2 separate regions of the Drosophila melanogaster genome follow, and region 1 is linked to region 2. Evidence: chromatin contacts called from public Hi-C data. All regions are on one chromosome and are shown on one strand. The core of a region is the stretch at or near the end of the contact, and the rest is flanking DNA. Distances in the headings are between cores, read along the strand shown. Region 1 holds the start of CG43125. Region 2 overlaps CG34354.

The links. Hi-C and Micro-C count contacts between places; a contact is called where the count stands out from the background.
Region 1: a contact with region 2 is called in a Hi-C map of the Kc167 cell line, with 1.7 times the contacts expected there. The contact joins the promoter of CG43125 here to the enhancer-like site in region 2. A contact is called at or near these places in 6 of 107 Hi-C or Micro-C datasets (the Clone 8 cell line, the Kc167 cell line, the ML-DmBG3-c2 cell line and 2 more) and 1 of 6 datasets of contacts at active chromatin or transcription factors (the Kc167 cell line).

What each region holds. Positions count from the first base shown.
Region 1 is chr3R:28,262,363-28,265,062 of dm6, reverse strand. CG43125 reads left to right here and starts at 1,441. Exons shown (of 3, transcript NM_001260415.1): 1 at 1,441-1,618; 2 at 1,677-1,722; 3 at 1,776-2,328. The coding sequence starts at 1,441. The coding sequence ends at 2,328. It overlaps CG43124, which reads left to right and starts at 290. Exons shown (of 3, transcript NM_001260416.2): 1 at 290-502; 2 at 563-608; 3 at 668-1,192. The coding sequence starts at 319. The coding sequence ends at 1,175.
Region 2 is chr3R:28,195,288-28,197,987 of dm6, reverse strand. The region is part of intron 2 of CG34354; the gene reads right to left. Among named protein-coding and RNA genes, the nearest start is that of lncRNA:CR46079, 43 kb to the right of the region's middle. Within about 2 kb of position 1,262, at least 11 of the 39 cell types and tissues checked have an H3K27ac peak or open chromatin away from gene starts, as enhancers often do. A contact at or near this core is called in the Kc167 cell line, where this site is marked.

The sequences.
Region 1 (2,700 bases), core at 192-2,691, 67 kb before region 2:
CCTGACTGAAATTGAAATTAAAGTCATAATTCATAGCGGACGCGCTGCCTTCAGCGTTCAATTTTGATTCTTGTATGAGACACACGAAGAGAATTCTCCACCGAGTATATACGATAGGGAGTGCATGTGAAAAGTGTAAGCTGATAAGACTTCAGCGAATCAAAAATATGTATACAAATTTAATTACCACAAACACACAAAATGACTAAGCTCCTGCTAAGATTCGTGATAAGCGTCGTTTTAAACACCATATAAAAATAGTACTCAGCTTGCGATTTCAAAATCAGTTGGCAGGCAGTTGAATTGCCGCATGGAACGATGAACACAGCAAGATGGATAGTACTGTGTATCGTTTTGATGTTTTACCAGGGATCTGCCCAGACTCTGGAGGAGGATTGCGTAGACCACATGGAGCGGATTAATGGATCAAGCTATGCTCCCTGGCTGGCTGAAATTCTATCGGATTCTAAAGTAATTTGCGCTGGAGCACTCATAAATAATCGTTAGTATAACACGCGATATGCTTCATCAGACACAAAATAATCAATATATTGTTTCTCAGTTTATGTTCTAACAGCTGCGAGTTGTTTTAAAGAGAATGAAAAACTGTAAGTCCTGTTAAGTTAAAAAAACACCAGAAAAAATATTATCTGCCTTTTTTAAATAGAACTGTTCGCTTGGGCAGTGGCTATTTTGATAAAAGCTACGAAAATTTCCGAGTAACAAAGGCTTACTTTTGGATGACACATTTCCCGGCCAACAATACGAATAATTTGTGTATCTTTCGGTTGCAAACGGAAGTGGAATTTAAGACCCACATTCGACCGATGTGTATCACAAAAAGTCCTAAAAGCCTTGGATTGGCGACCACTTTTGAAATTATCAATGAAAAGCCCAAAATGTGGTACTTTTGTAAAAACATAAAAGGTTTATTCTGTAAATATGTTTTCGGAGAAAATGAAGAAAAATGGCAGTCCAAACCCACTGGAAGTCCTTGGACTGAAACAATCTCAAACGGTCCTTTCAAGGGACTTGTACGATATGGAATCCTGAGCTATCGTGATAACAAAACCTATGATGAGGTTTATATAAATGTTATGTCTCATATTAACTGGATAGCTCAAATCTCGTTAGAGATTGATATAAGTACTCCAGTCAAGAAAAAAGAATATTAAATATTTAATGGAACAGTACTGAGCATTTTTAATTGGTTCCTATTCAACCTAAGCTCGCTATGAAACGGAAATATGAAATAAGAAATTCTCTTTAAGTACTGTCTCATATTTATGCATAAATTATTTGTTGTAGATTTAATCTTTCAGTTAATTAAACGTTCTGATCGCTCATAAGAACAAACATAAAAGCGAAATGGGTAGCGCCAGCTCAATTGAAGATTGCTTTTAATCGCTATTATTTGGAAGTATATTTTAGTTTAAGACAATGAGTGCGACACTCCGGTTGGCGGTATTTGCTCTGCTGCTGTTTTACCAGGGATCAGCATTATTTTTAGAGCAGAATTGCGGGAAAAGTTCTGTATTTAGTCCCGCTCCATGGCTGGTCAAAATTCGACCAGAACTAAGTTCGAATATTACGTGTACTGGCACGCTTATCAACGAACGTAGGTGTTAAAATACAATTTTATTAAAATTTTTTTAACAACGTTGCTGATTTTATAGGGTTTGTCTTGACCGCTGCGAGCTGCATAGATTACCAAACTGAACTGTATGTAATAATAGAACAAACACTATACTGTATTCATTATTTGCCCTTCACAGCATCGTTCGCTTGGGAGAGATTGACGGAACCCTTCAAAACAGCAGTAAACTTCAGTATGAAGAAATATATGTTGCGAGGGCGCTCATACATAGGTCATATTCCTCAGAGAGCCATCAGTATAATATAGCTTTGCTCAGATTGAAAACAAGTGTTGTATACAAAAAAAATATACAGCCGATATGCATTGATGTAAACGTGGGTAAAGTACCAAAAGCTCCTACCTTTGAGATTGAAAAGAAAAAAAATGAAGAGCCTAAAAAGAACAAAGCTGGCATCATGAAACGTTTTTTAAATTGGTTTCTCTCCCTGTTTGGAGTTCGTGAACCACGACCCGATGTCATTTTACCCCCCCAACCCATTGCAGTTGGGTGGCCACTCACCAAACAAATTAACGAGTCTGCACTATTTCACCAATATGGCATTCTGAGCCATCGTAATTCCGAGTCAAAGAAGGACGTCTATACCGATGTGATGGCCTACGTCAATTGGATAACACCGCTCGCACTTGATGTGCATATAACCATGGCCCCAAATACAGATTTTGATTTTTAAATTTAAAATACAAAATAGTTAACTTTTACTTCTGTGTAATGTTCAGTTCTAATATTGCTATTGGCCGCTGTCACTTTACTTCTTCATTGTATTTAATATGCTTCTATGAGCTCTGACCATTGGTGGAGATGGCTAGTCTCGCCCCCAGACTGGCCCCGAACCAACTCCACCAGGATATTCCCATGTGGTAAGGTCCTTTTTTCTATTTCTTGTCTGTCCAGGAATCAGCTAGTATGTGTGCTATAAAATCACCATCATACTCATCTCTGAATGTTGACAGTTTTTGCATTCCTCTGGGAATGGTTGCTTGGATTTGGGTTGTTACTAAGGCTTATGAGTTATCAGCCCATCCCCTAATCATATGTGTTTCCT
Region 2 (2,700 bases), core at 13-2,512:
TGAAGTTTAGACTGCTATGCAAACATATGAAAATGGAGATTTTCACGATGGTCCATTTTGATGCATTTTGCTCGAAAATTATGTTACATTGCCACTTGTATTTGCATCGCCCGAATAGCCGAGCAATTATATCGAAAAAAGAAGGATAAAACTCCTGCGAAGCGAAGTACATTTTTCATGTGAACCCTCGACATTGCAAATGCATGGCCTCTTGAATTAAATCAACAGCAGCTCAAGCTGAAATTGCCGTGTAAACGAAATGGTAGTACATCCCGGCAATCCTCGATCCATTTTCAAGTGCCCCGGGTCATATTATAGCCATGGGCAACGCATCTGCTGGAGAGTGCTTGCCGTCCATTGTTGTCCGAATATAATTCATGGGTCATGTCGGATAGCAGATAAGTAAGGGAAAAAGCATATAAAGGTGAAGCTCCAGGCTAAAGTTTAAATTTAATGAATAGAAGTGAAATTTTGCAGAAATATTTAACTAGCAATAGAAGGACACTTTCAATTTGGTTTGTTCGTTTCATATGACTTTCGTTTGCTTTAATATTTAATGTAAGTTAAGCTCACAGATAGTTTCGAAGATACAGATACTTACTCGAATAGCGCATGAGAGATATTAAAGCGCTTTAAATACTTCCAACTCCCGATAGTTTTCCGGCGGAACCTCTACTTCTGTTTATCGAAGTGAACTATGCATTTTGGGAACCGAGTTTCCCTTTGTTGTTTACATTGTCAAATGGATTTGGAGCCGCCGTTTGCACCGCCGCCGTTAAAAGCGAAGCGTAAAAGTGCCACAAAAGTTGTGAACGGGGGGTGGGGGCTAAAAGCGAATGGATTAAAACACGTGAAGCACGCGACCTCAAAGCGCATTATTTGTTGTAAAAAAAAGTATTACACACTCACACACACGAATTCTACGGCTGAAACGAAATGGTAGTCACACACACACACACAAACAGCGGGAAAACGAGTGAAACGAACGGCAGGGAAAACCTAATAAGCTTTTGTGCAATTGCAAGCCATTGTGCTGCAGCTAAAGCCCGGCCAACCAACAGAAAGCTAATTCAAACACCTGCCACAAAAGGTAGGAAAAGCCGAGTGTGTATGTGTGTGTGAGCTGAGAATATGCAAACGTCGAATGGAAAAAAAAGGGAAAAAAGCGAAAGGATTTTGCCAGCCACAAATGCATGCAGCGCGTAACATTTATCCTGCCAGCGCACTGCAGCGGTGGTTTGGCGGTTCGGTGGTGCGATGCCTGTGGTGGTGCATTAACACATGCTCCAATAAGTATGCAATGCGCTGTGACATTTTTAACGCGTCCCACAAAGACAGCAGCAGGGCGACAACAATGCTTCTATCTCCGCTCCTTTTGCTCACCCTGTCGCCTTCGCTTCGCCGTCTGTTGCACAGGAAATCACGATTACAGTGAGTCAAAAGCAGCACTACACTGGGAAAAAATCAACTTATTTGCTTATGATACGCTACGTGGGAGAACATTTTAAATACTACTTGAAGTTAAATTAAATGCTTGGCTTTTTAGTATGAGTTTGAGTTTGGCAGTATGCAGTTTTAAAAGAAAACTTTATAATTGATTTGAGAGCACTGAACGAATTATATTTTTCGCTCTGCATAAGCAGCATCAGTTGCATGCAGAATATGTGAGCGTGTCGCTGTTTGTTGAGTGACAAAATTAGATTTAAATATGCCCGCCCGCAAACGCCTCTTGGCGAAATGTCACCGCATGTCCTGCGCTTTCTCCTGCTTTCGTTCCTGCTCCTGGCAACTCTCATCCCGATGAAAATGAGCTGTCGGCGGAGTGAAGTGTTTTTGTCGCGCATTTGGGACGCCAGCATTTTGCTGATTGTTTTTATTTTTATTTTATACAGCGAAAGCGGCCGAAAGTTTTCACTTGGGCTTATAGAAAAATCAATTCCCTATCCGTACACACGCTTATGTGAAAAGTTTTGTCATGAAACTTGAGTCGTTTTAACACCCCACCCCCGGAGGATGGAACAATGGCTGTAAGCCACAGGAGGATTACATATTTTCAATATGATTATTTGCGTTTGATAATTACTATAAGAGCTGTGTAAGCTATTATGAAATATTGATCTGACCTTAGGGCTTAGCGCTCATTAAAAAACACTTGGTCGGATTTCTTTGTCTCATTGTTCTATTTTTTGGCAACAGCTCCTTTCATTTCCGCCCATTGTCTGTCAATCGGCTCGGATCGCCTTGCCTTGAATCCGCTGCCACTGTCTTTGTCATTATGAAACGTAAAACGAAAACGATTTACAGTAATGCCAACACTTTGCCGCCCTGCCACTGTCTTGTCGCTACCACCTTCCCATCGTCCTTGTCGCCGCCCGACATTGTTGTTAAATGAAGAAAGTATTTTTCAAATGCGAATTTCCGTTATGCTCCTCGTTTCGACATGAAGACATTTTTGACTATTGTCTGGCGGAGCAGCGAGCTGAAAGTAGAATCTGAGGCAGCTTAAAACAGCAACAAAGTCGGTGCACTTAAAAAAAAAGTACACTATTAATCAAACAATGTATCTTAATTTGTGTACATAACTTGTCCTGTTCCCAAGACTTTTAAAATGTTTTCAACCAATTTAGGTTTAATATTTGTTTTAGTATTGAACAGATTTTTGAACAGTGTACAAAACTATTGCCAATGACAATGAGAGCG